2 separate regions of the Hordeum vulgare genome follow, and region 1 is linked to region 2. The links are chromatin contacts, called in public Hi-C maps. All regions are on one chromosome and are shown on one strand. Each heading gives the region's core, a stretch centred on a gene start, on an enhancer-like site or on the middle of the called end of the contact. The rest is flanking DNA. Distances are from core to core; before and after follow the strand shown. Region 1 holds the start of LOC123408874 (thiamine thiazole synthase 2, chloroplastic). Region 2 has its middle 89 kb from the start of LOC123412363.

Evidence for each region. A called contact is a pair of places that touch in the nucleus more often than the background predicts.
Region 1: a contact with region 2 is called in a Hi-C map of leaf, with 2.1 times the contacts expected there. The contact joins the promoter of LOC123408874 here to the enhancer-like site in region 2. A contact is called at or near these places in 2 of 6 Hi-C or Micro-C datasets (leaf and seedling).

Annotation. Positions count from the first base shown.
Region 1 is chr7H:526,740,374-526,746,265 of MorexV3_pseudomolecules_assembly, reverse strand. LOC123408874 (thiamine thiazole synthase 2, chloroplastic) reads right to left here and starts at 1,937. Exons shown (of 2, transcript XM_045101909.1): 1 at 989-1,937; 2 at 423-844. The coding sequence starts at 1,873. The coding sequence ends at 674.
Region 2 is chr7H:526,399,896-526,405,268 of MorexV3_pseudomolecules_assembly, reverse strand. No RefSeq gene overlaps it. Among protein-coding and RNA genes, the nearest start is that of LOC123412363, 89 kb to the right of the region's middle. Within about 2 kb of position 2,633, at least 2 of the 3 cell types and tissues checked have open chromatin away from gene starts, as enhancers often do. A contact at or near this core is called in leaf, where this site is marked.

The DNA of each region.
Region 1 (5,892 bases), core at 688-3,187, 340 kb before region 2:
GGAAGCTGAAAAGGGAAAACTCGATCCTTCCATGAAGTAAACATAGTTCACACAATAATATAGGCCCTGTTTGAATCAATGAGTTAGAATTAAAGTTAGTAAATTAGATTGGACTAATCTTAAAACATTCAAACAAAAGGTTTAAAATTGGTTAGATGCATCTAATTCATTAAAAGAACTAACCCACCCAATAGGTGTTTATTTGAATTAGAGTTAGCTGGGATTTAGAAAAAGTTATTTTTCCTCCATCTCCACCGCACCAAATCCTAGTTAAAGGGGTCGAATGATTAGAAAAAAAATACAATTATTGATAATCTAACCCTGCCATTCAAACACTTTTTTAGTTAAAGTTAGTTTAAAATTAATTCAGGATTAAAATCTAACTTTAACCTGTAACCGAGCTAAGTATCCAATCAGGGTCATAGATTCAACCTTTTTATTCCCTCTTGTTACAGAAGGACTCATCATCCATGGAGCTGACATGGGGCAGAGCAGAGCAGAGCACATGGCGGGCAGTGACATGAACAAAATACACTAACATAAGAAAACTAAAGATAACATCGGAATTAAACACGAGTCTGACAAATCACATAGGCAAGCCCTCGTCCCTAAGCATCCTCTGTTTCACCGAACCATCTTATTGATTTGTTGCCCCCAAACACCAGCTCGTTGCTTAGGCGTCGACGATGTCGGCGTTGTTGGACGCCGCCAGGATCATCTCCGGGTGCAGCGCCGGGGTAACGTTCTTGAGCGTCCCGTCGATGCCGTTCGGCCGGCCGAGGGCCTTGAGCGCCAGGTGCGCCGCCTTCTGGCCGGAGATCATCATGGCGCCGAAGGTCGGGCCCTATAACCAACCGCCACCACAAGACAACAGAAATTAATCCGGTCAGTCCACAAGTCGTGAGTGATTCGTCTTCTTTCTTCTTCTTCTAAGAAGGAGACTCGTGTCGTGTACAGTATAAATTATAAAAGCAAAATTTAGGAGTACCATTCTCGGGGCACCGTCGATCTCGGCGACCTCCATGCCGGTGACAATCATGCCCGGGACGACCTCGCGGGTGAGGCGCACGATGGCGTCCTCGGCCGTGTTCATGTCAAGCGCCTTCATCCCGGGCACCGCCTGGATCATGCCGATGTCCTGGAGCCGCTTGACCCCGGTGGCGCCGAAGGGCCCGTCGTGGCCGCAGGAGCTCACCACGACCTTGGCCTCCATGACGTTGGGGTCCATGCAGGACTGTGTGTCGTGGTTCATGGAGACGAGCGCCCAGTTGGTGACGACTCCGGCGACGCGGTTCTCCTTGACGATGAGGTCCTCCACGGCGACGGCGTTGAAGAGCTTGACGTTGGGGCGCGCGAGGAGGCGGCTCATGATGGTGGAGGTGAAGAGCGCGGCGTGCTTGATGACGACGTAGTCCTCCTGCTCGTCGTACTCGATGTTGAGCTCGTCGAGGAAGAGGTGCGCCGGCTTGCGCACGACCATGGCGGAGAAGAGCTGTCCGCCGAGCCACGCGCCGCCGCCGGGGGACACGGACTGCTCGATGATGGCGATGCTGATGGAGGGGTCCTTGGAGAGCTCGTACGCGCAGGACAGCCCCGCGGACCCGGCGCCGACGATGACGACGTCGGTGTCGGCGTAGGTGATCATGTCGGTCATGTAGCGGCGGGTCATCTCGCGGGATACGATGGACTCCTTGATGGGGCTGAACTTGAAGGCGTTGAGGTCATAGGGAGGAGTGGAGGAGGAGATTGAGTTGCAGATGGCGCCGGCGCGCGGGGTGGCAACGCAGGACGGGGTGCGGGCCGCCGCCGGGAGGCGGACGCCGGAGAAGGAGCTCTTGAGGAGGCTGGAGGCGGTGGTGGCCATGGCTGCCATGGTGTGTGTGGAGCTGTGCTAGCTTCTTTTTTGCTGAGATGGGTGGAGACCGGAGACTGATGATAAGGGGGAGTGTGAGTGGCAGGGTATAAGAAGAGGAGGAGAGGCGAAATATCTGCAGATTGTGGGTACGTGCTGCCAGATCTGAGCATGTCACAGACTTTGGACTCATTCGGGATATTTTTGTGGAGCACCTGGGATCCTCTGTCAATCTCTACTAGTACTACCGTATCAAAAATGAGAGCTGGTTCCTTTGGCTCGCCTTCTTGCTCGGTTTTTTCCTTTCCACCCATCCTCTTTCTTCTTGGTTTTCAGTTGAATTTTACCCTCAACCGATACCGCATAAAACTAATATAAATAGAGTAACATAACCTAAACCAAATCGATACATTTTTCGAATAACATCCAACATTAACTCAACCAAACCAAATCAAATCTTCTCCGGATCACAACTAGATTAAAAAAAATCTTTCTTTTCTGTATGGTACCCAAATCAAACCAAATCTTATCAAACCTCAACTAAATTTAAAACTTTTTTTATTGCGTTCTCGTACTCAAATCAAATTAAATCTCGTAAATTGATGGATGTAAAGCATATGTCACATATAATTAGTGTTGACATGTTTTCGTTACAATGCACGATTAATTAACTTGTTTTGGTTGTTATCGTGGAGTTAAACCCTTTCAAAAGAAGTAAGCCGATAACTCATTTTTGTTTTTTTTTTTGCACTGAAGTCAGCAATGACACCATCCTAGGACATGAGATCAGCAGTGATGTCATTCAGTACATTATAAAGGGAAATTGGCCCCGTTTTCTCCCCACCCCCCTCGATTTTTTTCCTCCCACACCCCCACTATCTCCTTGGTTTTCTCATGATTTTTTGTACTCTCAACCAATGTTGAACAAAAATAAAACTAACATAAATAGAGTAACCTAGAATAATCTTAAACCAAATCAAGAATTTTCTAAAATCACGTCATGCAATAGCTCACTCAATCAAATCAAATCTTTCTGAAATCACAACTAAATCAAAACTTTCCTTTCTTTCCCCTATGAATACCCAAATCAAATCAAATCTTACGCAAATCTAAACTAAATCAAAAAGTTTTTGTGTATTCATCTAGCCATACTCAAATAAAATTAGATCTTACCAAAATCAAGAATATGATAGGTGTAAGGCATATGCCATATACAAATAATGTTGAACCACTAGAATATGTATGACCCCATTGCAATGCACGAGCAATTAGCTAGGTTTTATGGATTTCAGTTTTTAACACCGTACAAACCTAGATGCTCATACATAGGCACATACACTCACATGTACCTCTATGAACATCTCCGAGACACTGAGATGACACATCATCTTGAGAATGACGAAGTCGTCACAAACAACTTAGGAGTTGACGGGAACGTCTTCTCCCAATAAACACACGTTATCAGAAGGTTTAAAATAAATCCAGAAAAATGCAACAATTAATGTCAAGTCTAGGACTTGAACCCCGGTGGGTTCGCTCCACCATAAGGAACCTAATCATCCGAGTATGCTGTGTTCACAACAATTACCTAATTGTTTTGGTTGTTGTCGTGGATCAAACCCTATCAGAAGGAGTAAGTTGGCAAGTCATTTTTGTTATTTTACTGTGAAGTCAACAATGACATCATCCTAGGACATGAGATCAACAGTGATGTTATTTAGTACATGACTTAAGCAATCAGGTTACTAGGACCGTATACTCCACAAGGTAATGAACTATGGGGCACTAATATAGGAGTTAAAAGCACCCCAAGTCCTACAACTTGCTCACAATGTGATTATTTGGTCCAAAACTTGCAAAAGTTGACCCAGCCATCCCATAGCTTGCACTACATGTGACATTTTAGTCCTGGGCCAATCCCAATGTGCCAATTGGCAACCAGGTGGCTGGACCGGTCCTGGCCCGCACTTTTGTAGAAAACCCCTGCTATTCTCTCAATTTCACCCGCACTCCCCCCCACCTGCACTTAATTCTCTCGGGGAGAACTCTCGCGTGTGTCCCCTTCCCTGTGCTCCCAGCTCACCGCCGCCGTCAAGGTCGTCTCTCGCCATGGTCTACTCGAACGATCTGCCAACCTCATTTTGGGACGGCGAATCAGTCAACAGTCTGGTAAGTCCTCTAACTATGGCACCAGTTTGTCGCCGCCGTCAAGATCGTCGCTCGCCATGGTCCAGCTAGGGTTAGTGTTCAGACGTAGAAATTTGTAGTGAACTGCCATCATTCCTCGCAAGCACCTGCCACCATTCGCTGCTCTGAATGGAGCAGGCTTGCTACAGAACTTGGTGCTAGATGTGCCCACCTAGAAGTGTGTGAGAAGCTTGTGGTTTTCGAATATGTGGATAGTGGCAGGAGGTTCCTAGGCTGTGCTAAGAAGGTCAGTAGCATTTCCTCCTAAATGTTGACATTGAAGTCTGAATTTTAACAGCTAACTCTGCATTTTAACAACTAACTGTGCATTTTGACAGCTAACTCAGCATTTTGACAGCTAACTCTGAATTTTAACACCTAACTCTGAGTTTGTGAACTAAATGTTTAGAGTGAACTTAATGTTGCACTAAAATTTGTGCAGTTCATTTGTTTTTTGCACGGTTTTGCCTTAACTCTATACTATTATATGTTTAAATTTCTAGGAATGATCAAAATGCAACTATGTGAAGTCAGTTGATGATGAGTGGCCTCCTCAACTCAAGATGGCTTTATGTACCATCTGGGACATGTATGAAGATGAGAAGAGGCTTAGGCTCAGGAAAAATATTCCTAGTGTTGAAGAAAACTTGAAGATGCTGAAAGAGAAGGAAAAAATGGAAAACGATTTGAGGTTTTTCAAGGTTAATTTTGCTAAGATGGTTGTTGACAAGGAGAAGGCATTGGAACATTTAGGTAGCACACAAATTGCACTCTGTGACCTAAATGAGGAGTTTGAGAAGAAGAAGATTTGTGGCAAGTCTGTCACAAACATTCATCAGGTGGTTAGGGCCAAGGCACAGAAAGAGAGGGACTTGATGAAGCAAGAGAGGGACTTGATGAAGCAAGAGAAGGATAATTTGGTGTCAGAGAGGGATAAGTTAAAGAAAGAGAAGGAGCTGGAGTACACGATTGGTGATCTCTTCAAACATAAAGAGGGCACCAAGTGCAACATAAGGAAGATGAAGGAGATCCTCGATGAATTTGAGTGATGCATTGATGTTGTATTGCTCACATAATTTGCATTAGCTTTATTTAAATTAACCTAAGGTGATTTCTGTGATTTATGTGTGAACTTCAAGGTCTTTGATCTTATTTGTGTAATGGATTATGGATTATGGATTATGTGTGAACTTCAAGGTTTCATGAACTTAAGTATGTGTGAAGTTTATTCAGTATAGTCTAATTTTTGGTAGAAATGAAGGTTCGTGTTATATGTAATCTGATTTTGTTTAGCTGTAATTTTTAACTGAATTCTGGAATTGACACTGTTTTGGTTAACTGAATGCATGCTACATATGGTCCAAAACAAAGAACTTTAGAGATAATTGGAGCACATAGGATTAAACCATGGGAATTCACAACATAGTTGATAACTTGAGCTAACAAGTTAACCAAAATACTTCAGTTCTTCTATGCTGATAACTTGTAGATAACTTATATGCTGAATTCTATGACTAATCAGCATACCTAACTACCTCCTTCTTCAATTCTTCAGTCCAACATCTTCAGATGTGCTGCATATTAAGTTCTTCAGTTGCTTCAGACGCTCTGAGCGGCGCACCACCCCTGCAACAGGCTTCTGGACGACTTTCTTCCTCTTCTTCTTGTCATCCACCACACCCCTAGTCCTCGTCAACCTCCATCTTGACGATGTCGGGCACGACTCATAGTGGATCCACCTAAATTGGGAGCTCTTTGTCTCCCTCTTTGGCTTCGACGACGTCCGCAAACAGGTGCACCTCCTGCTCCTCTCCCTGCATTTCCTGCACCTCCTCCTTGCTAGATTGGTGCGA
Region 2 (5,373 bases), core at 1,384-3,883:
GGAATTCTGGACCTCAAAACAAAGAAAAAGGGTGAAAATTCATTGGATTTTAAATGACCAGAAACTTCATGGAGAATTTTTGTAGATTATATGAGAATTAATGGGCCAAAACTATACCAGAGGGGGGGACCTGCTGGCCACAAGCCCATAGGGTGCGCCCACCCCCTAGATGCATCATGTTAGCTTATGGGCCCCTCGCAGGTGCCCCGGCCTCCCTCTTCTGCTATAAGGTGTGTTTTCACATAGAAAAAAAATAAGAAGAGAGTTTCGGGATGAAGCGTCATCGTCTCGAGGTTGAAACCTGGGCATAGGTCCTTTTGCTCTCCGATGGAGTGTTTCTGTCGGGGAAACTTCCCTCCTGGAGGGGGAGATCGAAGACATCGTCATCACCAATGATTTATTTTTCGTGGGAGGACCAATCTTCATAAACATCTTCACCAGCACCATCCCATCTAAAACCCTAGTCCATCTCTTGTATACAATTTTTGTCTCAAAACCTTAGATTGTTACCTGTGGGCTACTAATATTGTTGATTACATCTTGTAAGTTGATGCTGGTTCGTTTATTTGACGGAAGATAATATGTTCAGATCATTAATCATCATTATTACACCTATGATCTTGAACATGTTGATGATGTGTGAGTAGTTACTTTTGTTCCTGATGACATGGGAGAAGTCTTGTTCTAAGTAATCATCTGAAGTTGGTATTAATTCGATATTTTGATGATATATGTACGTTGTCGCTTCTCTTAGTTGTGTCGTTTGAATGTCAACTACACGACACTTGACAAAGTTATGGGCCCAAGGGAAGGCATTGTGGACTAATAAGTAGATGATGGGTTGCTAGACTAATGGAATCTTAAACCTTAGTTTATGCGTTATTTTATAAGGGGCTGATTTGTAAATATATGCTTCATGCTATGGCTAGAATTATCTTAATTCTTTATCATAGTTGCGGGTGCTTGAGAGAGGGGTTAATCATAAGTGGGTTGTTTGTTCAAGTAATAACATCACCTTACCACCGGCCCAACCATATATCTAATTATGAAAGTAACAAACACGAATCAACTCAACATGATGAACATAACTAGACGGAAATTCCCATGTCCTTGGGAGTGTTTGCTTCATATAAGAGTACTTTCAGGCGTGTCCTTTTCTATAAAAAGGATTGTGATCTCTTGCTGCACACTTCCTACTATTTTTACTTGTCACTTGTTATGAATTATCTTGCTACAAAACTATTTATCATTGTTACTCACAGCACTTGCAGAGAATACCTTGCTGAAAATGGTTATCATTTCCTTCTACTCCTTCTTGGGTTCGACAATCTTACTTATCGAAAGGACTACGATTGATCCCCTGTACTTGTGGGTCATCACTAACTCAATGAGACTCCAAGGTGTCCGCGCTCGCGGGGGTGAGGAGGACGAGATGTCATGGTTCCAGGCGACGGTGTGGATCGGATAGGCCGAGCGCTTCCTCTAGGCGGTGGATGGCCTTAGGCGTCTCACCGGTGGGACGATGAGGAGACTGGATACGCGGGGGTGGGTGGGTGGTTGTGATGTACGGGCATGTTGCGAGAAAGGGCTCTAGCAGACGTTGGTGACACGATGTGGGCGAGGGTTGTGGCCGGAGGGGCCTTTTGAGAAAGGAGGGAAGAACAAGATGTGGGAGAGTTTCATATGGGGTCCAATTGTGTTGTTAGTTTAGCATAAGGGAAGGGTGTTGGAAGAATAAAAAATCAACTCCTCAAAATTTGAGAAGTTAAAATTGATTATGAGGTTTGGGGATTGTATGAGGGAGGCGATTTATGGCATGCATGCATGGACACATCGACCTCAATTATCTTTTGGTTTTCACATTTGTATCTGTTATATCTTTTGAACCAAAATTTATATTTAAGTTTTGTTTGCATATTCATGTTCCTTGTAACGAGGGATTTGAAATAAAACCACTTTTGAATACATTTTAAGAGTTTTAGAAACTTCATAAAGTATGTCTGAAACTTAACACAAACAAAAGACAAATTCACTAAGTTTGAGAAAATAAAACTTAAAATCATGTAAGGAGTCAAACAAGTTTTCAGATCACGGAGCAATCGTGCGGCCCGACAAGGCTAAGCATGTGTGTGCCCCCTAACTTGTGTCCCTTGCGAATTTTCGGCTTGTATGACACCAAATCTCAAGGTAGTGTAGTGTCATATGCCTTATTTGGTTGAACTTTTGCTTCTACTTTTGCAGCTTTTTACTTTGATCAAAAATCCATAAAAACTCCTAAATAGGTGTTTTTTGCTTCAGCTTTTGCTTATGAATCAATATAACAGTATTTAGTTTCAAAAGTCATAAAAGCTCTAATTTATAAATTTTCTTGTTTTTTTGGTCAAAATGAAAAGGCTGCAAAAGCAGAAGTAAAAAACCCAAAGAAACAGGACCATAGTGTGGTTGGCAACATATTTTCAGTGCTTGTGTGTTGCAATCACATGTATCTTGGCCAGTCGAAAATGTGTGGCCATCCGATGCCCAAGATACTTCTTGCCAATTTAGTGGTGACTGGTGGGAAGAAGATGCTCTTCCTAAGTACCAGACATACACGCATGGTTCACCCGTCCATTTCATCTCTTCCATTTCTAGCTAGCTTGAAGCTAGATATGAGGGTCGCGCCAATAATTGTCGTTCCCTTTGCATGGCTCGTGATTCGACGGCCCCATAGGGAGATTTGTGGTCACGGCGCCATGATTTGTGGCCCAGATATTTCGTGAGTAATAATAGTGTTCCATGTAGAATGATGTACGAGTATATAACGTATCTCCGTCGTTTCGTGGAGAGTGGAGACCTGCAGGTGCAGCGGCGTCTGTGGTTCTCCAAGTGTGATATTCGGGTGTGTAATCAGCTGGGGAAGTTGGGCTACCAATGTAATGCCAATGGGGCCTTCCTATGGGAAGATGATGTAGCTGAACAGGTCGCTGTTGTTGAAATGGGCGAATTGCCCAACTTGTCCGCGTAATAAAGCTATACTTTACCCCAAAAAAATGATTTTCCTATCTAGTGGAGCTTGGAGACCAGCTAGCACGTTGTCTACTTGATTCCAATAGCCTAGTACGGAGTAATGTACATGCTGACATGCATGCCAATCGGTTGCAGTACAAGACAACGTACGTTCTATTCTGCCCATCTACAACCACTCACAAAATCCTCCCCCCTCCTCCCCGTGAACGTCCAACAATGACTGGTCAGCACATAAAAAAATATTTCCACAAACGGATACCTTATTTAGAAATCATCAAATCCATATGATTACATTACATGTACCCTAAAACTATAAATTTACACCAGCGACCGTTCTTGTTGTCCCGGCCATGTCCATGTCCGGTGGCCAGTGCGCTCCTCGGAGTGTTGACGTGATCGTCAGACAGATCGAGTAGAACATGGGACACACATCAGCTCACGGGACTTGCGACGCAGCCGTCTCTCATGCCCTACTCTTCTTTGTCGATATCCGTGCTTCCATATCGGACATGCCGCACCATATTTGCGTTGGACGTGAAGTGTGTGTGCATCTCCAATTCAGCGCGCCAAGGGAGGGGTTGCGCATCCGCCACGACGTTTGGACGCCGGATGTACCGCAGCACCTCCGATGAGGCAGCATGGACTGTCGTGGTTCCGGATCCATGCGTCATTTGGGCGGACGCAAGGGATTCCCGTCAAATGCAGTCTCAGCGTTGTCGTTGGGCAGACTCCTCCCGGGAGCGATGGAGCGCAAGGCAGATGGCCATCTCCTCCTCAAGGCCATCTCGGACAAGTTTTGGGTCAATGAATTAAGAGGTTTAGGACTCGGATCCGCTGCCCATTATGCCAGAGAATGTCGAAGAACGCAGGACGAGAGCTTTTGGACAGAGGGGAGTGGAGTCGAGTGGAGTGGAGTGCAATGAGGATAGGCTTTCATGCGGAGTGCGGAGAGGGTCTAATTTATGTGTGGTCAGGTGGATCTGGTCCTACATGACGGGCATGTCCGGATGCTTCTGAACGTCTCATATCCGCCCAGATGTGGGTTAGATAAAGGGAGTGTCGGCCAGTCCACGCATTTGAGCCAGATTTAACGGGTCCGGTTTTGTGGTCATTTTGCGTCCGTTCAATGACTAGGCGATTGGAACGAATATGAGACGTCCAGTTACAGAAGCTCTTATTTTGCAAATGTTGTTGCACCAAATGATGCAACCAACAAGAAAAAGGTAAATATATAGCAAGAGAACGTTCAACTTGTTATGTTTTGGTACTTCTTGCCGAGAGAGTTCACAAATGTGCAGGGGCACGTGAGTGCGGGGACACTCACATGTCAAGTCTTGCCGCCCGTTTGTTTTGCCTCGTGATCTCCATGGTAGTTCAATCCCGCACGAGGGAAAAATAAAAAGGAAAATCCCTCAAAAAGTTTTAACTCTCAACAATGAAACTTACGGTTTTTGCATCTAAAACTGTCAAGTTTCAACCACTTTCACAAATATAGTTTCAAGCTATTTTTTCTGTCGGTTGTAGACACAAAATAATTAATTTTATCCGGTCGCTCATACTAAGTTTCAACATTGAAACTTAACCTATCATTTATAAGTCATCAAAATATATTCAAAATAAATCTTATTTGAAAGCGGTGGTTAAGAGAAACACGAATATGTAAACAGAGCTTAATTTGGAATTCTCATTTAAAAGATATACAATTTTAAAGGTTGGAAGCCAACATAAAAAAGCAGGCACCCGGAACCGCGTTTCCTCCCCCGAGAGAGTTTTATGTTTATTGATTAGAGAGAAATAACGTGAAGATAACAACCAGAACAACACGGAAGACCACAATCTCCATCCATTTTCTTGAGATTCATGCATCCAATTTTACCCGAAAACCAGACCACTTTGAACAGTTCTCATCCTCTAGTACAGAAAAACCTAGCTATGGCATGGCAAAAATGGCCTTACTCGCGTAGACACCCGACGCGACCAATATGACGTCGTTGTTAAAAAATAATGTTGGCGTGGTGATGACCCACAAGTATAGGGATCAATCGCAGTCGTTTTGATAAGTAAGACTGTCGAACCTCTAACTAAGTATGCCCAATATTAATTTGTTTATCCAATGTATGCTTTCTACGAGATAGAAACCTCTAACTAAAACTATGGCCCTGGATCTTCACAAATTAAATTCCAAAAACACTAAAAAAATCTGCAATTTATTTACCTTTATTTTATTTTGCATTTATATTATCTATCTATCACTATTTATCGCTCGCAAGTAATGAGTTCAAGGGGAGGGACAACCCTCTTGCCCGCATTGGATGCAAGCGTGTGCTCTTTTGTGTGTTGGCGCTAAAGACGGGCATTTGTGTGGTC